Linked DNA regions of Mus musculus: regions 2, 3 and 4 are each linked to region 1. Evidence: chromatin contacts called from public promoter capture Hi-C data. All regions are on one chromosome and are shown on one strand. The core of a region is the stretch at or near the end of the contact, and the rest is flanking DNA. Distances in the headings are between cores, read along the strand shown.

Region 1 (5,704 bases), core at 2,065-4,564:
CACTTGAGCAACACTATACAGGTGCACAGAGTTCTGCATGGCAGAAAATGTATCCCTCTGGAAAAAAAGAAGCCCAACCTAGGTTTTGGAAGGCGGGGTCCTCCCGAACTTGCTGGAGAAGCTTCTTGAGCACGTGATTGGACAGTTTCCTTTGTGCATTTTTTTCTTAAGATGTTTTTCCCAGTATGACACATGTCTTTGAGATGAGTGTTTGCGGGAAAAGGTGTGTGGCCTAGGCGCCAAACAGAAATGACAAGACGGAGACCGGCTGAGAAAACCTCCGTAGTTTAGTACTTTCAAAGCCTGGTGGCTCTGTGCAGCCTCACATCTGGCTCTGAAGACCTAAGGGCCTTGGTAGTATACTTCGCTATAGTGTAGATTGAGTGCCACCTGGAGGCTGTTTTCTGCCAGAGCCACTCCACCTTCAAGGGCCTCTGGCAAAGAGCAGAAACCCTTCCAGAACCTAACCACCCCAACACTGGACATGCCCAAACATCAGAAGAGGTCAGCTAAATGACAGCTGCTATGGAATATTTGAAACATCATTTTCATCAAAATTTGAATTTTGTTATAGCTAAAGTTAGGACTCTTAGGTTGTTTATATCCTGAAAAAAAAAATACATAAGAAAATGCAGCCAGAAATGATGCACATGCCTGCGTTACAAACCCCAGCACTTTGGTGGCAGAGATAGAGGCAGGTGGATCTCTGTGATTTTGAGGCTAGCCTGGTAGATCCTGATAGCATGCCCCAGGCTAGCCAAGCTACATGTGAGCCCCTGTTTCAAAAGGGGGGAGGGAAGGAGAGTGAGGAAGACAGAGAGAGAGAGAGAGAGAGAGAGAGAGAGAGAGACCACTTTTCATCTCTTATATTAGCAAAAGCAAAATAAAATTAATAATACCTCAATATAAGACAAAATGGAGGGAGCAGAGCAGAGGAGGGCAGCTTAGGATCTGACTTTGAACCACTCTTAGGGGATGTGAATGATGGCCACATTTTCACCTTTGTTGCTTTGTGTTTTCTATAATTTATTTATGTGCGTCTTTATTTTTGAGGTAAGATCTTACACTATAGCCCAGGCTGGCTATGAATTCAAAATAATCCTCTCACCTCAGTCCAGGGATGCTGGAATTATATGTGTGAGTCCCCACAAAGGACAAGATTTTTGCCTACTATGACTTTATACAAAAATATAATTCAATAATTCTATGTTTAGGAATCTATCCTACAGAAAAAAAAATTAAAGAAAAGAGAAGGAAATAAAGAAAGAAAGAAAAAAAAGGAACTCGCTTTGGCCTGGTGTGATGGTGGATCATACATGCAATCCCAACATTTAGGAGGCTAAGTCAGGAAGATTGGACTCTTGAGGAAAGCCTCATCTACACATCAAGGTGTCTCAAATATATACCAACGTATAAGAATATCTGCACTGAAAATTTCACCCTAGAAGTAGGTGTTTGTTTGTTTGTTTGTTTTAAGTTGCCAAACAGTGGTATATACCTTTAATCCCAGCACTTTGGAAACAGAGGCAGGCAGATCTCTGTGAGTTCAAGGACAGCCTGGTCTATAAAGTGAGTTCCAGGACAGCCAGAACTACTTTTTGGAAACCCTGTCACCAAAAAGAGAAGAGGTATGTTTCAAGAAGACACACAGTGTATGATTCTGTTTGTATGAAATACTCAGAAAGCAAAACCATAGAGTCAGAACGATCACTGGGCTGGAAATGGGTAAAGCTTGTTATTGTTGAACACCTATGCTGATAAACTAAAAGCCATTTTAAATAGATTTCCACCCACCCCCAGAGTGTTCAAAATACTTTAAACACTTAAATATTTGCCATACTCTTCTTTAAAATTATTGTTTGTTTCTTTGTTTGTTTGTTTGAAGAGAGGCGCTTGCTTCTAAATAGCATTGGTTGGCTTTGAACTCCTGAACTTCCTACCTACTTCTGCGTTCTGAAGTGTGGACAATATTTGTTTTCTGTCTATAATATAGACTCTATATAATCTGAAAATATGACGTACTCTAGAGATAATTATAGAAGTAGAACTCCCAAATGTGGGGTGGTGGTGGCTCATGCTTTTAATCCCAGCATTAGGGAGGCAGAGGCAAGAGGATCTTTTGAGTTTGAAGCTAGTTTAGTCTACAGAGCTAATTCCAGGACAGCCAGTTCTGCACAGAGACCCCCTGTCTTGAAAAACAGAAAAGTTGAAAGAAAAGAAGGAAGGAAAGGAGGGAGGAAGAAGGAAAGAGAGAGGGAATCCCAAATATGGCAGAGTACGCAATTGGTTCTCAACCTGTGGGTCGCGACCCCTTTACCACCCCTCTATCGCTGAAAGTATTTACATTACAATTCATATCAGTAACAAAATTACAGTTATGAAGTAGCAACAAAAGTACTGTTATGGTTGGGGTCACTACAATGCCAGGAACTGTATTAAAAGGTCGCAACATTAGGAATCTTGAGGACCACTGATGTAAAAGAACGACATTGGATACAAAAACTTTCACGTCTTTAATAAATGCTTTACATAATATGTATAGTGTAATAAGAAAGGATAAAAAAAAGTACCGGAACCACATTCCAGAGCCATAACTCTGAACCCTAAGCAAGGGCTGACTGTTGAGATTCTTCTCACCAATTTGCAACAGTAACTCTGTTATTACCAGCTTTTCGATTACATTGGGTATACAAAAGAAATCCAGACATAAATATGATTCCTGCTCGCAAAGTATTGCTTATTGTCAAGTAGACCTTATTTTCTTACCACAACTCTTACTTCTAAATAATAAGCAAAAATGAAAGTCGAGATTTTTCTCAAACAGCCACTCAACAGCATTGGTATGAGAAAGAATGAATCGTTTCATAAAGCAACGGAAAAAGTGCAAGTATCAATTCGTTCTAATTTTCATTTACATAAATCAAGAATCCAATAGGCAGAGATACTAACGTATCTCCTATGAGTTTTCGGACGCCCAAATCCTCAACAGCGCCGCTGGTGTAGTGGTATCATGCAAGATTCCCATTCTTGCGACCCGGGTTCGATTCCCGGGCGGCGCATGTCTTTTCTCTCTTTAAATAGTGTGCAAAAAGAAAATTTTCCTGCTAGAAAAACACCTGCTATTTTATTTCTTTAACCTCCCCAAGGATTTTTAATTTCACTATATAATTCACAAATGAAACACTCCGCTCTGAAACTACAGAAATCCTAAACTACTGGCATTGCGTCTGCGCACTCTGAGCCATCCCTTGCCTGGTGGCAGCGCGGCTGCGCACCAAGTGAACCCCGTCCTTGAAGCCTAAACCCGGCTGCCAGGAGGGTGAGCATGCTAGCTGGCTGTGCGCATGCGCGGCACGGGTCACTCGGCTGCCGGCTCCTAGGCGTCCGGCTCGCCGCCATCTTGGATCGGGGTTTCATTGTTCGCGGTAGGCCGGGCCTTTTTTTGTGTAATCGCTGCCAAAGAAGAAAGCGAAGTAGCCTCCGGTCAAGCGAGGAGGCCGGCTCTTCCGCAGCCATAGCCCGCCTCAAGGATTTGGGAGGTAGCGAAGGGCAGGGAGCTGGACCCTGAGGTGCCGCCGCGACCGCAGCAGCCATGGAGGACGAGATGCCCAAGACTCTGTGAGTCTGGAGCAGCGTTGAGGGAGGCGGGATGGTGGTCGCCCCGTAGGGAGGCCGCGGCCCTGCGCCTCTCTGCAGCCTATTGTTCTCCGTGGACGCCGCGCTGTGGTGGTTCCTCCCTCCCGTGCGCACGCCAGGATGCTTAGAGCCGAGCCGGGCCGAGAGGACGATGGCGGGAGAGGGGCTCGGCCCCTGTCACCCCTCGGCTGGCTGCACCCGCGGCCCCCAGACCTGGAGGAAGGACTTTTCATTCAAAGCTCTCCTCAGGACTCGGCACGTCCTCCTGGAGTCCCATGCTTGCGTCCTTTTTTTCCCCGCCCCCTCTTTTCGATGAATCTTTTCCAGATTTCCATCTGGAACGTCCTTTCTCTTTTCTTTTGGTAGGATTTTTTTCATTTTTAATTCTTGAAGGCTGAGGTTAAAAACTTTATACTTGCAGTTGAGAACTGGAAAGAAAAAAAAAAAAAAAGCCAGACATCTTTCTCGAAGGTCTTCGGCTTTCCCTCTGTAGTACTCCCCTGACCCTCGACCAAAAAACCTAACTGGACACCCAAGGATGTTGAAACCGTTCTTAAAAAATGGAAATCTCACTCGGAGGGATGCATCTACCGAGGGAAAGTGGGTTTCATTAAAACATATTTACCACCATTTGCGACTAGTGGTTGACATTTTTATTAATGGAGTAACTGTGGTCAGTCAGGTGTAAGCATCTTTAGTGAATATTTTGTAACTCGAGTCTAGGATATTGTCTTTGTCATGTAACTTCCCCTTGCATTCTTTGTTTTTCAACGCACGGGTTGAGGCGGTTGTGCCTTTGTTGGGTTTCACAGGGCAAAAAAGAAAAGCTCAAGAAATTGTGGGTTTTGGTTGTTGTTTTTTTCTCCCGGTATATTTGAAGATTGCAACTTGATGTATCGTGCATATAGTTCATATAAATGAAGTAGGATGAACATGTATCATGTTACGGGCCTTAACTCTGCACCTAGTTCCTGCCATAGCTTTTTATTTCTAGAATCCTGGTACTTTTAGAGCTATGTACATTTAGGGTTCTTTTTGACATTTTCTAGTTATTAAAATTGTTCTGAAGTACAGATACGTTATTCTTTTTCCCCTCGCCCATTTTCAATTTCTTTTTTCTTTTGTTTGTTTTGTTTTATTGAGACAGGGTGTATCTCTGGCTGTCCCAGACTCACTATTACAGACCAGGTTGGCCTAAAATTCAGAGATTTGTCTGCCTCTGCCTTCTGAACACTGTGATTAAAGTCTGTGCCATACACTTTGCCCCAATTTAAATTTCAAGTTGCTATTTTTAATGTATTATGTGAAATATACTTACTTTTTTTTTTTTTTTTTTTTTGGAAACAGGGTCTTTTATATAACCCAGGTTATCCTTGAACTATACCTATACTGGCTCAGAACTGTTAGTTCTGTCTGAGTCCCAGGTGCTAGGATTCAGATATTGCCTACCCAGTTTGCATTTTTGTTTCTTCTCCCTCCCTCCCCATCCTGGCTGGCCTGGATCTTCCTTTGTATAGTAGGCAGGCTTGCAAACTTGTGAAGGTTCTCTTTCCTCTGTTTCCCAAGTGCTGGGATTACAGACTTGTCCCACCAAACCACATTTACACTCTTCTTGATATATTAAATATCTTGTTAGTTTATGGGACCTGGAAGTAGCTTTTTAGTAAGGATGCAATACTTAGGGCATGGCCATTTTTTTTTTTTTTTGGAAAGATTATATCTATAGGTAAATACTCCCTAAAACCTATTAAATACATATTTATTGGAAATTTTCCCTTTTTCATCTTAGCATTTTAGAATTCATGCTGCTATGCTTTTTGGTGTCTTTATAAGATACTTGAACACTTTTTAAAGCTTCATTCCTGTTGTAAGGGTATTTTGCCTGCATGTGTATATCTGCCTTCAGAAGTCAGAAGACATTGGATCTCCTGGAACTGGAGTCAGGTGTTTGTGAGCCATGTGGGTGCTGGGCACCAAACCAAGGCCCTCTTCAAGAACAGGTGCTATTAACTGCTGAGCCATCTCCAACCACACTATGAAAATCTTATATTTTTTTTATTTTAAAAAT
Region 2 (5,704 bases), core at 1,084-3,583, 3.0 Mb before region 1:
GTTGAGGGACAGAAGAGGCTGCCTCATAATCCTAACATCTCCAGCGCCCACAACCTGGAACAGCATACCAGGCGGGCGACTACAACTCCCCCAGCCAGCAGTGGGTGGCCAAAGGAAGCGGAGGTGGGAAACTGGATTCTGGCTCCCAAGAGGGTAAGCGAGCCAATATGAGCTCACAGTTCTCTCAGCACGCACGCACAAACAGTATCACCAATGCTTCTACTAGCCTGGGGTCCCCCACAGTTCCTTCCCAGATGACTACCAACAACTCCCAGCCTCACCAAGGCATGCCAGCTCCCCCAGAGAGCCATCACTGGGCTCTTCCTTCCTAAGAAGCTGTTTCAGAAGCAAAATCCACCACCTTCAAGGCTTTGCTTGGGAAGAGGCCAGGGAATAACCCTGGCCTTCATATCCACCTTGTAAGTTAGCCCGGGAACCCCTGACACACAGGAGGAAGCAGAACCCCACCCCGCCGGTGTCACCACACAGACAGCAAGGTGGCAGAGTGCCATTTCCAGCACCCCCTCAGTGCTTCCCACAGCTTTCCCAGGAAGCAGGAGGTAGATCGGCAGGAAAGACTAGGGGCATGCAGGGACACTCACAGCTCGCCCACCTGCTACCTAAGCAACCAGGCTCAGGGCTTCCTCTGTGCAAGGCAGAGCCCCACCAGGCCTGGCCTGCCCACCTGTCACCACACTCATCCCAACCTTTGCTCTTTAGAGGCAGCTGAGGTGTTCTTTTCTGTCCCAGTCCCCCTCTCCTCCCCTCCCCAACCTCCTGGGCCAGAGGCTACTGCTGAGTAATTCCAAACTTAGAGTGAGCCCCTGGCCCTGTAAACCCGGGCAAACTAGAAGGAACCTACTGAGCGGGACCTGGCTAACCTAGGCAGATTAGTCATAGATTCTTGATCAGATTCTCCCCAGACTCTTCATTCTCCTCTCCCCAAAACCTACACCACCCTCTGAAAAACCCACCTGGAATGGCTCAAAGCCCCTTTCTCTGCTTCCCTCACACCAGGGAACACTGCCTTCCCAGTCTCCCAGACACCAAGTGGCACAGAATAACAGCAGACACCCGCTGGCTTCCCAGCCATGATGTTGCATCAGCCCCCACCCTACCCAAAATATCCTCACCCCCACCACCTCCTCTCCTCTCTTCAGCCATCTCCATGGTGACAGCAGCATGACTAATGACACCCTATCAGCTTCAGACTCAGGAGTGCAATTCTCCCTCCCCCTTACTGTCTTTCACCCCCACTTCCCCGAGACAACGCACCCCGGGGATTTCTGCAGATTGGAAGCAAACCAACAGTGCCAGGGCCATTCTCCAGAGATTTCCAGAGGCAGGGGTGGGAAGTGGGTTGTACGTCTTTAAAACACACACACACACACACACACACACACACACACACACACACACGCACATGCGCACACACGCACAGCGCACACATATACATACAGTTCAACAAACCAAACGCCAAACCCCAACTGCACCCAAACCATCCAGCTGAGAAAGCAAAACGAATCCAAACAAAACCCACACAGGCCTGAGAATTCATTGGCCGCCCACACTCGCGCCGCCCCTCCCCCTCAGCTGCTGCTACACACACAGTGGGAGATTAAGGGATCACCAGAGGAGACCCTTTATTTTTATCCAATCCAGTCAAACACTTCACCCCCACCGTGCAAGCCCACGTATACACACACGCACACATACACACACGCACACATACACAAGGGCAAGCGCGCACGCACTCACGTACACACACACACACACACACAAACACGCAGGGTACCTTGACAGTCGCCCCTTGTGCCCAGGGCCCCGTTCCTTCACGAGCATTTATTTCCACCTGCAAAAGAAGCCAAAGACACTGGTGAGGCAGGCCGGTAGCAGGCAAGGAGCAGAGCAGTCCAGCACAGGCCCCAGCACACTGGAGGGGAAGGGCCCGGAGAAGAAAGGCTGGACGGGACCATCTTCCTGCTCCAGCTGCCTCCCCAGCACTGTTGGGCCCCTGCGCCTTCCAGTGTTTTGTTTTCCTGCTTCGGTTCTCCGGCCTCTGGAGATCCCCGGGACCCGCTCGCGGCCTGCACACGGCCTCCCCTCCCTTCCAGGCCCAGCGCTCTACCTCGGCCGGCCTCCACTACTGCATCGGCCGCCGCCGGGCCTCCCATTATCCCCGCCGAGGGAGCGCACCGAGGGAGGCACTGCAGAGGCGGCGGCCAGCTGCCGGCTGCTCCCGCCCCGCCAGGCTGGTGTGCAAGGGGGCGGCGCGCGCGCCAGCCAATCCCGCGCCCGGCCCTCCCCGCCAAGGACCTGCCCAGCAGCCAGGCAGGGGCCTTGGTGGAGGGAGCCATCGCCACAAGGGCTGCTTCCCAGGCAGGCCGGGGATCCCGGGGCACCCTCCTACCCCTGGCAACATACACAAGACGTCCCCTGCAGTTCTAGCGGGTGCAACTGGAGTACGGCGAAGGGGTGGGGAGCGGCAGTATGTGGGTATCCCATACCGGCCACTCTCAGCCAGAGCAGAGCTGGAGCTCTGGTTCTCCAAGGAGAATCCAGGGCAGCAGAAGCCTCACATCCATCCCCCAACCCCGCCCCCCGCTTTGCAGACTGCAGATGAGTGGAGTAACTTACCGAAGGTGACACCGCTAGAACACAGCATAGCTCAAACTCCAAGCCAGGTCAGTCCTCCCTGAAGACCATATCCTTCGCCATTCTATAGTTCTACTCCCCTGCCCTCTTACACCCCACTCGGAAAACTGGCTATAGCCCATATAACCTGTGCTTCCCCAAGTCCGCTATGCCCTCTCCGGCATAGCCTTACAACCGAACAGTACTGAAATGCAATTTTCTTAAACAAGTTTCTCTTCTGGAGAAGATCCACCAGATGACCCGTCCAAAAAAACGCCCTGGGCTCCCCGCCCTTAAGAGTTTCCTTCTAGTTCTCTAACTATAGGCATACCAAGGGTTCGGTGACCAGGAGACCATGGTGGGGGGCGGGGGGGGGGGATAGCAAGGTCCTAGCAATTCACCTTCTGGGATTCAATACCCAGGCATCCTCTTTTGTCCCATCCCCCTCTCGGAAGGGGAACATCCAGGCTTCTACCTCACTTTGGTACCCACATATCCCATTCCTAGCCTGTGGTAACTTACCTCTCTTAGCCTCTCTCTGCTCAACTGAAGAATGGAACCAGCAGCCATTTCATGCAGCTGTGAGGGCCTGAGAAGGCACAGAGCCACTGCCTGACACAAGGTAGGTGCTGCTGGCTTCCAGCACTCTACATCTCTGCCAGAGCTCAGGGTGCCTTCTCATTCTCACGGATGAGTAAGCTGAGGCCTGAGAGAAGTGACTCACAGATGAGCACCCCTGCTCCAGTGACTCGTTCTATTACCCATTCCACCCCAAATGCAGAATTGTGCCCCACCCCAGGGCCCCCAGGGGGTGTTCAGAATCAGATAAGTTCTTTAGGAGCGGGCCAAGCCTGCTTCTGGTATATGGAGGCTTCAGGGCCCACACCTGTCTCCCCTTTGGCACAAGAGGCAGTCCTACTGGGTCCCTCCCAGAGCAGACAAGATAAAGGGACAATGTCCTAAATCATGACTTGATGTGACAAACTGCATGTTTGTCTTTTAACTCACTCCTGACCAGCCTACATGAATCCCCTTCCTTCTCCTGGTTCCCTAAAGCCCTGTGCTATTAAGCCCTGTGCATATGCACCCCACACAGAGAGACAGTGTGGACAATATCAATACTGCCTCTTCTATGGCAGTCACAGTGCTTCAGGCCCCCCCCCCCCCGCTACATACCAAGCCCTGTGCCAACCATGCTGTAGGTTCATCTCATTTTTCTCTACACACAGCTTGTTTTCAGGAGAGGGATATGGAGAGTATTGGAGGATAATGAACAATTTGCCCTAGAAAATTAGTGGGCAGGAATTCAAACCTGAACCCTTCTCATCCTCTGAAACCCCTTTTTCTCTCTAAGCCCAGGAAGATATAAAGACAACTGGGTCACTTCAAGTGACCACTTCCTGACAAACGGATCTGAGAATACTAATATCTTCACCCTTCCCAATGCCGCTTCCTGACCCCTCCCCCGCATGCTAATGTACTGCATGGCTGAATCCAAACAGTGCCTCCCTCCCTCTGCCAGGCCCTCTGCCAGCAAGCCTTCCCAGCCAGGCTCCTCCCGGGCCCCAGGAACAACATTCGGCCTCTTCTGCAGCACCAGTCACATTCAAGCAGTCCTTTATTTACAGTCGGTCCCCACGTGGGTGGGGCCCTGTCTTCCCTCTTTCCTAGGTCTACACATAACTGGAATGTGCTGAGCTGAGTTCTGTCTCAGGAGTGTGGAGTGGCAGGGGGCTGGGCACTGAGACGAGGAGGCCCCTCTCCTGGTCAGCCTGGGGGTGGGAGGGTTGGGGGCGAGCACCAACTCACCTAGAAAGGGAAGACCTGCCCCTGTGGACTGCCTCTTCCTCACAGCTTACAGGAGCTCCCCTAACTTTAGGTACCCACGATATCCTCCAGCAGCCCTTGGCTAAACCGAGGGAGGGCCCCTTGTTCCCTCCCATCTTCTCATTCCAGCTGCCTCCCCGAGAGGCACCTGATCCCAGTCAGAGACACATGCCAGGGCCACTGAACCAGGAAATTCACTTCCCACTGGCCTTCCTCATCTATAGGCTCCTCTTTCTACATGTGGGCCTCACGGTGACCAGCTCTAAGAGGTACTGGGGATCCTTCCCCCATCTTCCATCCTGGCCAGTCAGACTCTGCTGCACTTGCTGCAGGAGAGAGGCCACAGAGAAGGTCATTGGGGTCCCTTGCTGGAAACACACTGAGAATCTGGAGAACATGGCTATCCATAGACCAGACTCCACACAGAAACAGGAACTCAGACACACACTGGAGAGAGGAAGACTTCTAGTGAACCAAGCCTCATGGGACCCCACAAGTAGGGATACAACACAAAGTTCTTACTTAAGCCTAAAAATAAACCAACACGCCAGGAATTTTCCATACCCACCCTACAGATGGAGAAACGATAGAGAGTTCTAAGTACCTCGTTCAAGCTTACAGAGTTTGGAAAATGGCCCAGCAGAACTCTTAACTTTCTTCTTGCAGTGGCCACTATGGCTAGTCCTACAATGCTCATCCATCTACATCTTCCAAAGGCAGCAGGTGACCAGAGACAGGTCTCTTGTCTTCCTTTGCCTTGCCCTAAACAAGATACCTCTTTACAGCACTCTTCCTTCCTTGCTCAGCTGAAGCCCACTTCCTCCAGGAAGCCTTCTCTTGTTACCTCAGCTTGTTACCAGTTCACAGCACTTCCTACTCTTTTAACACCTGGGGTTTGTCTCTCTGATTATGTGTCCTGCCTACCCAACAAGAACCCTACCTCTCCACAGCCCCCCAACATTGGAAGCACCAGGAACTGACGAGAGGGAAACCTGTAACCTCCTTGCCTCTCCACCATACAAAGGATCCTGCCAAAAAATCCTGAACAGCCCCCTCTACCTTTGGAGCCTATGCTTCCTGGTGGCCACACATCAATTTCCACCCGAGTAATTGCGGCCCATCACACATACATCATCCCCTATATTTGAAACTCTTTGAGGTTGTCATGGGAACTGCCTTCGCCTTCATTCACTGATCAGACCTCACAATTAGCTTTGGCAGCGGAAGGCTTTGTCAATGGCAG
Region 3 (5,704 bases), core at 2,146-4,645, 2.6 Mb before region 1:
CTTGCTGTGAGTGAATTTGGCATTCCAAGTATTTTCCACTGTCCCTCTTCCCACTCTCCTTCATCCTGCCTCTTCTGCAGTGAAGGCCTCCCTGGGGGTCACAGGGACATGGGAGAGAAGCCAACAGCTGTGGTTTGCAGATCCTTTCAGAACATTACTAATCTTGTTGAGATATTGCAAGCTGAGGGCAGAAGGGCATTAGACCTTTACAGAGCCACTTAAGGGCAAGCAAACACCTTCCACCACAGCACCTTTATTGCCCCAGCCTTGTAACCACAAACATCTGTAACAAGCATCTAGCGTTTGTGCGAGCTAAGGCTAATTGCTTGGACTTCACAGTTCAATTTTTCTTCTTGTAATACGTCTAGAATCTCTTGTAATTTCTCAGTTTTTAGCATGATAAACAAAGGTACCGAAAGAAGCATTAAAGAATTGTGAGCATGGACTGAGGGTGTAGCTTTTGTGGTACAACACTTGTCTAGCATATGCAAAGCTCTAGGTTCAAAGCCCAGTACCACCAACAAAACAAAACCACAAAGGAATTATGTGCAATGGGGATCGTTCTTATCAGTCTTTTAGTCTATGCACTAGTTTAAGTTAATAGAGCTAGTGTATGTTTCATTAAAATGGGCAACACAGCGACTTTGAAACAATGTAGTCAGGGAGATTGGAAGACCCAGAGCAGCTACTGTCACATAACGTAAATCACAAAGATGAGTCACATGTGTGACTTACATTTTTCATACTTAAAAGCTAAAAAGACTGGCAAAACCAATTTGAATGATATGAAAAATTAACTTACTATATCCCAAATGTTTTATGAATTCTAATATGGAATTCATATAAAAGTTAATATTTATTCTATGTTTTTATTACTAAGCCTATGCATTTCTATTATTATTATTATTATTATTATTATAGTGACAGAAACAAAAATATACCTAAAAGTGAAGCTTCTGGAAAACCCATGTGTTCTTCCTTGTCTTGTATGGCTCCTCAGACGTGATCTTGGGTTCCTGCCTGGCCTTGCATTTTAAAGATGGATCTCTAAACATATCCTTGTTGACAACAGTTTTGTCCAAGGGGCTATTGACTGAGTACCTCGTGGGCATGAAGTGGTTGTAGTTATAAACTTTTACAAAGAACTTGATCTTGGATGTCTTGGCAATTTTCTTCTTGCCCATGGAAGCTGTCACTTTTAGGGGAAAGCAGTCAATTCCAGCCACCAGGGCGTGGCTGTAAGGGTGGTCTGAGGTGCCATCATCAATGTTGATGACAGCTTTGTGTCCAGAGTAGCATCTAGCCAGGACCAGCACACTTTCCTGGGTTTCATGAACTTGCTCATTTCGACATTGAGTACCCAGCAGAAAGGAAAAAGGGACACTAGCCTGTGCATTTTTAAAGTGCATAAGAGTACATGTGGATATAAATACAATTAGCTACTGGGTTGGGGATGTAGTTCAGTTGGTAGATAGGTTGTCTACAGTATACAAAACCCTGGGATCAGTTACCAGTATTACATAAGTCAGGCATGGTGGTGATTACCTGTAATTCTAGCACTTGGGAAGTTGAGGCAGAAGGATATGAAGTTCAAAATTCTTCTTGTCTACATAGGGAGGTTGAGATGAGCCTGGGCCACATGACCTCTATCTGATCGGATCTTTAGGAGTTCGAAATCTTTTTTATGTTTAATTTTAAATGATATGTGCACGTATTAGTGGAGAGTGCCCAAGGAGGCCAGAAAACAGAGTTGAATCCCCTGGGGCTGCAGTGACAGGGTTTGTGAGCCCTGATGTAGGTCCTGGGAACACACCTCCAGTCCTTTGCAAGAGCAGCAGGTGCTATTACCCTCTGAGCCATGTCTTGGCCCTGAGGTTTCTCATCTTCATTGTGAAGGGGAGAACTGGCAGCGATTACAGTAATTCTCACCCAAATTCAGAAGTCAATCTTGTCTTTAAACCAAACTTTCTCTCTGTATTCCTTTCTAAACAAGTAATGCAAAGCCAGGAGGGCAGTGTGGTCCTTTCATCCGAGCATTTAGGGGGTGGAGACAGAAAGACTGGGATTCAAGGACAGCCTCAGACACCTCAGGAGTGTAGGGCCAGTCCTGGTGACTTGCAATCTCATTACAAAAAGATTCAAACAACAGAACAAAAGCACATCAGCGCTGTCACAAATGGATCCCAAGACTCATTACACCAGTGCTAAAGGGAACTTTTCCATCAGAATTCACCCACAACATCACACTCTTGCCAAAACTTCCATTCAATCAGAATCCTATGGAATTATCTTTGATTCTAAAGATGTTGTTGGAGGAAGCATTTTCCAGCTCTGAAGTACTGTGAATGGTAATGTCTCACTTCCCTCTAGTTTCTCTATCAGGCAATAATGTTATTTCTATTCTTGAATTATTTGGTGCTTTACTGAGTCACATAGGTAAGAAAGGAGGTAAAGAATTCATTCACTCTGGAACCTTAGAAAGCAAGCCTACACCAAAACATCCTAGCACTTGGGAGGTGGGGCAGGAGAATCAGGAGTTTAAGGTCATCCTCAGCCAGAGTCTGAGGTGAGTTTGGGATATATGAGGCTCTGTGTGCCCACCTTCCCAACTGTTTACATCAAAACACAACCGGACCCAATTATCTGACAGGGAAAGAGGATCCCAGTTCAAGATTTCTCCACAGGAGGCAGGCTCAGAGGTCCGAGGTTGGACAGAGACATGCTAGCCCCAAGGAGACTCCATCTGAAGTCTCAAAGAAATGTCAAGAGCAGCAGACAGTCCTCCTGGCTATTGAAGCTGCCTCTTAAGTAGGGCTGGAACAACCTGGAGCCTGAGGAAACACGCAGGAGTCACTCTTCTACAGGACCTAACGGTATCTTCCTCTCTTCCTCCAGTTCCACTGCACAGTTTAGAGTTGAGCAGGTGGTGGCCAGAAGGTGAAATATGGTCTGTGAGTGCCAGTTTTTAGCATGCTGAGCCAGCATTGCATTCCATGCCAGTCTGGGTTATACAGACGAGATACAGTCCAGAAAGAACAGAGTTGGACTCAGATCACTTGTAGAGCGCTAGCCTGACACACATGAAACCCTGGGCTCTATCCTCACCGCCGCACAAACCTCAGCTGACAGCAGCCTGGGGCCTCACTGAGACCTGCTCAGCGTACTCAGCACAAGGTAGAGTGTGCGCTCATGAGCCAGGGTGGGGTGGTCTGGACGTTGGCTCCCGCCCTGGTCCTCAGACACATCCGCCAGACTCTGAGCTTGCCTCCAAAAGCGTCTGCGCGTGCGCACCCCACAGTTAGCGCGCGTCTGCCAGCTACTTCCGGCTGGCCCTTGGCAGCCCTCACACACCCTCCCAGGAGCCTCAGCTGGGGTGCCGCCTCCTCGCGAAGCAGTCACTTGAACGGCGGGCTAGAAAAAACCGGAGGGGAAAGCTGCGGGAGGCGACAGCAGGGGCGAGAGAGGACGTAGCATCCACACCCTACGCAAGCGCGTCGTAGTCACATGACAAGGGGCGGTGCCCGTGTGGGCGGGAGCGAAGTCACGGCTAGGGTCGAGGTTGCTACGGCGGACCAGCGGTGGCAACGGTAGTATGGCCGCGCTTTATGGTGGCGTGGAAGGGTGAGCGCTGGATCGGCCGAAGGCTGTCCGTCCGGGAGCGGCGGGTCAGGGGGCGGCGGCCCACACCATGCCCGGTGCCTTTGTGCTCCACGGTGCGACCACGCCCCTCCCGGCCATCACCTTTCTGCCACAGGGCTCTTGTGTCAACCTGGAGAGTTGTGCAGAGCTGGGGGGTCAGGTGGGAAGTTGCCGGTCGCGGGTGGACGTGGGAAAGAGGCAGAAGCTGAGACTGAGATTCATGCACAAGGGAACCCGGGAGTTAAGCAGCTGTCACCAGAGCACTGTCTTATCTTGGTGCTCCGGACCCTCCACTGCTGTCGGCCCCGAACGCCCTTGGTTCCTATATTCTCCTGCTTAGAAGCTGGTCTGCTTGACTTTGGGAAGTAGCTCTACTAAGCATGGCTTTGGGTGAGACGTAAGGCAAGGACAAGAGTGAGCAAGATGGTGGTTTATCCGGTCCCCTGCGCGTGACAAGCATTTTGTGGAACTGGGTGTGTCAAATCAGGACCTGATAGGAAGATTTGGTATCCTAGCTGCTTGCTGCTGATTTACCCGGAAGTCTCTTCCCGTGAATTGCGAAAGCGGATGACCCCTGGCTTTATTTATGATACCTTACAAGGAAAAACCCTCAGCACAGCGTAGGAGTTTGCACTTAGCCTTGTTATATTCATATGGAAGGTAGAACTTATTTTTCCCAGTTTGTCAAGAAATTAATTTGGATTTTTAATCTACTGTCTCATGCATTAATATCCCTTCGGATGTACTCTTGATGTACTACTCTTTGAGTTGGATCGAGTCTTTATTGTCTATTACAAGAAGTATTGGTCAGAGCCGGGCGGTGGTGGCGCACGCCTTTAATCCCAGCACTTGGGAGGCAGAGGCAGGCAGATTTCTGAGTTCGAGGACAGCCTGGTCTACACAGTGAGTTCCAGGACAGCCAGGGCTACACAGAAAAACCCTGTCTTGAAAAACAAAAAAACAAAACAAAACAAAACAACAACAACAAAAAGTATTGGTCAGTAGGACATCCTCCTACACGTATCACCCTTCTTCTAAAGTACCACTTACCCCAGGGATTTAACTCAGGAGGGCTTAGTTGCTGAAGGCAGTATGAGTTTCTCCCTGACTGGTGATAGTTTCTCACAGGTGTCTTGAAGACCCTGGTGTCAGAAGATAGGTCCTCAAAGTAACCCTTAGCTGTTGTGAGAGGTCTGCTTATTCCGTCCGACGTATTTACCATAAGTCGTTTGGGCCATGCTCACGATAGGTTAGGAGGATAGGTCATCACTCTGGAGCCAGTGGAGCTCATGAGAAGCTAAACAATGGAATACACTCTTGATTCAGAGCGGTCTTTGCTAGCTAGAGCTTATTAATGTAAGGAGAAGCCCTGCATGAGACAGACTGTGAGTGGGACCTTGCAGAGGAAGTAGGACCTACCAGGCAAAAGGAGCAAAGCCTCCTTTTTCTTTCCAGAGTGTAGCAGGCACTAAACAGGTAGCTTTTGGAGTAGAGGTTGGGTTTGCTGAAGCTGTCTTTGCCCTAGACTTTTGTAAGAGACTACTATGCAAGCATGGCTCTCCGCGTGGAATTCAATCAGGACTGAGTGCCCTCTTGTGTTTTGTAGGGGAGGCACACGGTCCAAAGTCCTTTTACTTTCTGAGGATGGGCAGATCCTGGCAGAAGCAGATGGACTGAGCACAAACCACTGGGTAAAAAAAAAAAAAAAAAAAAAAAAAAAAGAAGAAGAAAGCAAGCCATCCTGAGGGGACCAGAGAACTTGGCCTTCATGTACTGTTCAACTCCGATAGAGGTGGTGTCTGGGTCTCTTAGTAGCTGATAGGGGCAGCACAGATCCTGCAAGCCTTTCTAACTCCTCCTTCCCTCTTGGGGCCAGCTGATTGGCACAGACCAGTGTGTGGAGAGGATCAATGAGATGGTGGACAGGGCCAAACAGAAGGCTGGAGTGGATCCTCTGGTGCCCCTTCGAAGCCTGGTGAGTCAGCTGAAGCCTGGGCCATCAGCATTGCTCAGGCAGGTGGCCAGTAGGACTAGGCGAACTTCATGACGAGAGAAAAGGTCTCTA
Region 4 (5,704 bases), core at 1,214-3,713, 2.0 Mb after region 1:
GTGGGCAGAAATTCAGGAAACTGGGGCACATTGAAAGGTCTCAGCTTGGGAGGCAGGCAGGCCTTGACAATCCAGCTGACTAGCTGCCTTCCTTAGTGGCTACACAATAAACACGCTTCCAGCAAAGTTTGTCCAAGAAGTGAAATGTTTGAGAAGAGCCATGCCAGAAAGTAACTGCACAGTCACCATTATTCACTAGTGACGTAAGATTGAGAGCAAGGTTCAAAGGGCACGGAGCTAGTAAGGAAAAAAGCTGCGAACCCAATTCTGTACATCTCTAAAACAATGTCTGTCCTTCTGCCCTGGCCTAGATTTTAGATTCTCCTCTTACAGTTGAGCTACATCCAACACTGTTATTATAGGTTCAAAATATAGTAAGCTAAGAAATGCACTGAATACACAGAAGCTCTGGGCCTGCCAGCTCAGCAACCAGAGTTGGGTACACAGAGATTTGCACTCTCGACCTCAGGGCCGACTAGGAGCTGCAGATTGCTGCACTGCTCAGTGTCATGAGAACCAACCATGTGACGAACCAGGAAAGGTCAAAACTCCACTGAACTTGTAACACTTACACACCATCATAAAGATGAAAATTATAGTTATTACAAGTCAGATTCTATATTTTCCAGAAAAAAACTTCATCTTTCTTTCTTTCTTTCTTTTTCTTTGCAATACTGGGGGGGGGGGGGGGAGGCGGGTGGAATCTAGTGCATCCTGCACACTAAGCAGGTACTCCACCACTGAGGGACATGCCAACCCCACTTTCTAGTTTCTACCCTGTAGTGTTCCATCTCCAATTTACACTAGCTTAGAGTACATTTCCTAAAATGTATTTGAACACAACCAGTCAGAATTTAGTGGGAGTTTTCAGTTTAGTTTACTGTGTGGCCCTTGATAGTCTTTAATGAGTGAATCCTGAACTCAATAGATACTGTGCAGGAGAGTAACTCTGGCAGGTAAGCCTCCATTTCCACTTCAGTGAAACAAGGAAACAGTCTTAGGCTGCCTGCAGCACAGAGAAAGGGAGGCCACACAGCTGGAATGACCCACCTGCCCCATATACATGCTTCCAGGCTTACAGCACACTGCTGGAAAGAAACCCAGGGCAAGCGGAGAAGCAGGAAATGGGTCACTGGAGCTACAGCAGGTAGACTCAGCCACACCTCCTTTTGTGCTGGGTGCTTACAAACAGGTTATGGGGTTCTGTTCTTAGATTTAAGTGTAGTTAAATGGGTTTGCAAAAGGAATTTAAAAAGACATAGCAACAGTTTCCTGTAGACGAATGGGAGGGGTCACGCTGAGCAAGGAAGGGAGGTTACAAGACCTTTTATTTATAATGGCCTATTCCTAAGTGGCCTGTAATTAAAGACTAATTAAGTGGTACAGATCCTAGAAGCAGATTTTAGCAGTGCCCATCATGACTGAAAACACGCAGGCCCTTTGCCTTAGCTAGTTCACACATAACTTATCCTGTTACACTAGTGCACATCCCAAAACCTTCTGGGCTAGAGTTATTCACTGCATTATGAATAGCAGCCAACTCTGGGAAAGTCACGAGGGTCAGTCAAGAAAATGTTGGTATAAAAGTACAAAGGAACTTTATGTGTAGATATAGTCTCCAGACAGTGATGGTTTGTGTATAAAGGGGACTGGGGGATGAGATCCTGAGAGAGCCTAGAGCACTTGCCTCTTATCAAGGCACTAGGCTCTACCCACTACCCCAACCGACCACAAGTAGTACAACAGAAGGAAAAAAACAGGATCTTTCATTTCTGCACCTTGTCTGCGTTTCTGTGTATGTTTCCTGAAACCATCCATACACACAGGAAACTGAGAGCAGTGTTTGGGACAGAGAACCAGGAGACCAAAGGACAGGTACGTGGTGACTTTTTTTTTTTTTTTTTTTGAAACTTGTATACACCCTTTTTGCAGGGTTTGTTTCTTTGGATCATTTTTCTAGGAAAGCATCTCGGTGCACGGCAGTGAAGGTGAGAACTGTGTCCGCGTCTGCGGGCTGTGAGTTCGAGACCACAAGCCTTCCGGGCTGGTGGCCAGGCCTAGGCTGTCAGGCCGCCATCCATCCCGCGAGCTCGGACCCCGAGCCCGGCTCCCGCCCCGGCCCGCGCTCACCGCCAATGATGGTCCGGATGAGGGAGGCGTGCCCGGGGCAGTCGACCAGTGTGACCTGCAGCAGCGTGTCGCTAGAACCGGGTTCTGCCCCCGGCAGCGGCACGACAAAACAGGAGAAGCCCAGGTCGAGCGTTATGCCGCGCTCGCGGCTCTGCGGCTGCTTGTCGAAGGCAGCAGTGGAGGCCGTGGTGCTCAGCGCGCGCGCCAGCGCTGTTTTGCCACTGTCGATGTGACCCAGCACGCCCACATTCACATTTACCCGCCGGCCGGCCATCCCGCCGCTGCCTCTCACGCCGTCGCCTGAGCGCCAGCCCCGCGGTCCGCCTGCTAAGCCGCACCCCCCCGCAACCCGCGCTGAGCGCACCGGTTCCGGCACGGAAGCTTCCGCCCTCGGGCGCCCACAGCCCTATGGCAGAGCGCACACAGGGCGGGACAAGAGCCGGCCTGCTACCTGGGTTTGCTGTCATCCGGCTCCCCACGCCACAAAGTCTCGCCAGTCTGAGATTAGGGATTCCTCCTTCCATCCATTCATCCATCCATGCATCCATCCATCCATCTCACCATCTATCCATCCATTCTTCCTTCCCTCCCTCCTTTCATCATTCCACTCACCCAGTCCATCCACACATCCCTTCCTCTATCCCTCCATACACACTCATCCATCCGTCCATTCATTTCTGTCAGCCTTTATTTTTTTGTTTGTTTGTTTGTTTGTTTTTTGTTTTTTTCAAGACAGGGTTTCTCTGTATAGTCTTGGCTGTCCTGGAACTCACTTTGTAGACCAGGCTGGCCTTGAACTCAGAAATCCGCCTGTCTCTGCCTCCCAAGTGCGCCACCACCGCCCGGCTGTCAGCCTTTATTAAGTGCAGACTGTATACACTTTACTGGGATGTGGTGATCGACATTATTTGCTGTGAAAACAGGAGTAAGTAAAACCCAAGACCAGTTGCCAAGCCAGACTATCTGGAAAGGACAGAGATGGGAAGGCGGGGAGCCTAGTGAGGAAGATACCCTCAAGGACTGTCACTAGACGTCCAGTGCAGACTGAGAATTGACCATCAGAAACCTGGAAGCACTGTGAAAAGAGGAAGAGGTCCTCGTTGATTCAGGGGAGGGGAGGTGGGGGTGGGGACGGGACAAAAACCTCACTTTGAAGTCTAGGCTGCCATGAGGAGCTGCAACTTAACTGTTGTGTATGAACTTGAATGTGTCGTGAGTGCTATACCAACCAGCCTCTGTAACCCCCTTCAGGCATTGAAAGGTGCCTAGAACCATGAAAGAGGTCACAAGCCTAAGTGGTTGCTCTGGCAAAGGATAAAAGCCTAGGAAAAGAAGGGACTTGGGGCCTCACAGGGGAGGAATGGCACTGGAGAGCTGAATGGCACTGCTCTCATGTAAAGGGGGTGGGGCTTGCTGGCCCAACATTCCCAGCCTTCCTTTTTCTAGGGCAGGAGGGGTTGCGGTTTGCAAGTGAATTGGTTTACACGGGCTTGTGTGCTAAATGCTTGGGCCCCAGCTGGTGGTCTGTCTTATGAGATGAAGCTTAGCAGAAGGCAGTAGTCGCTTCCTGTCCACCATGAAATGAGTAGTTCAGTCAGGCTGCTCCGTTCTGCTGTCACCAGGACAATATACTGCTGTGCTGCCACAGGCTAGGGGGATCAAGCCCAAGAGACCATGCACTGAAATCTCTAAAACCATGAAGTCAAACTAAAGTCTCTTTCTCTCTTTGTCTGTGTAGCTGTTTCATCACAATGATGCAGCCTAACATAAAGCCTGACTTCAGAGTGCTGACAAATATTTTAGCCTTTGTTGATAAAAAATTCCCTCCTGAGGGGAGTAGCAAATGACATCTACCCACTCTTCCTAAGGTTCCAAGGACAAACCAAAAAGGCAGTACGACAACAATTCTTCTTAGGATTGAGTTTATCCGGCTTACTTATAAACATGGGTGAGAGGTAAGGAGTGTTGACGACCACAGAGCAGCTGCACTGGAAAGTTTTCTCATAGCATAAACTATGGCTTCCCCTCTTTCTTCCTCCTAATCTACACTAACCTATATACTCTACCTCCTCCCTGACGTCCTGAGGCCAACGTACAATTAGGGCTGGATTGAATACCATGGCTAGGAGGAGGGGCCAGACACTCAGGTGAGGATCCAGTGACCCAGCTGAGGTCTTCCTCCTAGGAGGGAATGTCATCGGTCCACAGGCCTGACCATGATGAACTCTGGAACTTTGGCACAGATGGTCTCATGAAGATGGCGGCAGTTTCCAAGCTTAAAGCTCACTGACTCCTACTGGGCAGTTTGCCTCTGGGATGAGCCAGGAATGCATGCTGGCAGGAAGTAGCCCCAAAGGCTCCACAGATCAAGACTCTACACTCTGAGTCCCTGCTGTGGACTGAATTGCATTCTCCAAAGGTTCGTGTGCTGAGGCTTTGATACCCACCCCATATGCATGTGATAGCATTTGGAGATGGGTCCTTAAAACCAAATGGGTCGCAAGAGTGGGTCCTCATATGAATTAGTGCTCCCAAAATTTGTATCTCAATTTTACATCTTCCAAACAGGAAACAAGAAGACACTATCCTCTGTTTGTCTGTTTGTCTGTCTGTCTGTTTGTTTGTTTGTTTGTTTAAAACCCACTGATAAAGCAGCGGGCATCGTTAGGAGGGAACTAGCAGACAGATCACAAGAGTTTTAGAGGACATTCCAGTAACAAAATGTTCTGAATGGGACCTGGCTTCAGTAAACTTCACTGCTCACCTCTGACCGACATAAAATCCTGGCAAGCAGTAAAAACCAAGCATCTTTAACCTAAAAGTCCAAAATACAACAAAATCTGAAGCTTTCTGAGCTCTGACATGATACCACAAGTAGAAAATTCCACACCTGACTTCATGTGACAGGCAAGAGTCAAAATATGAGAACATGAAGCTAGCATGGAAAATGAGCCTGAGGCTCCACACACAAAGGGCTTGGGAAACAATGCACTCCGTGTTCAGACTTCAGTCCCACCTCTGAGTGATCACATTACCTGTGTGCACACATTCTAAAACACGAGGGGGAAAACCTGACATCTCTAATGCTGCCTGCTGGTTCCAGGCATTTCAGGTGAGGTGTATTAAACTTGAAGTGAAAGGAGCTGGGCCTGAGAGCACATGCCTGGGGCCCAGCACCCAAGAGGTGACAGCACATGCCTGGAACCTCAGCACCCAAGAGATGACAGCCTCACAGCCCCAGCACCCAAGAGGTGACAATCACACACCCAAGAGGTGACAGTCCCACAGCCCCAGAACCCAAGAGGGTTCCCAACACCCAAGAGGTGACATCCCCTGCACCCAAGAGGTGACAGCCCCAGCACCCAAGAGGTGACAGCCCTTGCACCCAAGAGATGACAGCACATGCCTGGAACCCCAGCACCCAAGAGGTGACAGCACATGCCTAGAACCCCAGCACACAAGAGGTGACAGCCCCAGCACCCAAGAGGTGACAACCCCTGCACCCAAGAGGTGGCAGCACATGCCTGGAACTCCAGCACCCAAGAAGCAGGAGCAGGTTGACAGTCTGAGGTCA

Evidence for each region. Promoter capture Hi-C pulls out the DNA fragments that hold promoters and counts their contacts.
Region 2: a promoter capture Hi-C map of hippocampal neurons shows a contact between it and region 1, with 2.8 times the contacts expected there. The contact joins the promoter of B230319C09Rik here to the promoter of Tia1 in region 1. A contact is called at or near these places in 1 of 39 promoter capture datasets (hippocampal neurons) and 1 of 115 datasets of contacts at active chromatin or transcription factors (astrocytes).
Region 3: a contact with region 1 is called in a promoter capture Hi-C map of hippocampal neurons, with 3 times the contacts expected there. The contact joins the promoter of Nagk here to the promoter of Tia1 in region 1. A contact is called at or near these places in 1 of 39 promoter capture datasets (hippocampal neurons), 1 of 484 Hi-C or Micro-C datasets (regulatory T cells), 3 of 115 datasets of contacts at active chromatin or transcription factors (bone marrow-derived dendritic cells, extraembryonic endoderm stem cells and large pre-B cells) and 1 of 9 other capture datasets (liver).
Region 4: a promoter capture Hi-C map of liver shows a contact between it and region 1, with 4 times the contacts expected there. The contact joins the promoter of Eefsec here to the promoter of Tia1 in region 1. A contact is called at or near these places in 3 of 39 promoter capture datasets (hippocampal neurons, liver and neutrophils).

The regions. Positions count from the first base shown.
Region 1 is chr6:86,400,905-86,406,608 of GRCm38.p6, forward strand. Tia1 (cytotoxic granule-associated RNA binding protein 1) reads left to right here and starts at 3,315. Exons shown (of 13, transcript NM_011585.4): 1 at 3,315-3,618. The coding sequence starts at 3,593. n-TGccc4 (a tRNA gene) reads left to right here and starts at 2,989; the gene lies at 2,989-3,059.
Region 2 is chr6:83,439,422-83,445,125 of GRCm38.p6, forward strand. It overlaps B230319C09Rik (RIKEN cDNA B230319C09 gene), which reads left to right and starts at 2,334. Exons shown (of 3, transcript NR_028382.1): 1 at 2,334-2,684; 2 at 3,166-3,256. Tet3 (tet methylcytosine dioxygenase 3) reads right to left here. Exons shown (of 12, transcript NM_001347313.1): 3 at 1,796-1,852.
Region 3 is chr6:83,791,662-83,797,365 of GRCm38.p6, forward strand. Nagk (N-acetylglucosamine kinase) reads left to right here and starts at 3,396. Exons shown (of 10, transcript NM_019542.2): 1 at 3,396-3,621; 2 at 5,246-5,330; 3 at 5,516-5,614. The coding sequence starts at 3,593. It also overlaps the pseudogene Gm7443 and the pseudogene LOC665004.
Region 4 is chr6:88,444,076-88,449,779 of GRCm38.p6, forward strand. It overlaps Eefsec (eukaryotic elongation factor, selenocysteine-tRNA-specific), which reads right to left and starts at 2,464. Exons shown (of 7, transcript NM_023060.3): 1 at 2,131-2,464. The coding sequence starts at 2,404.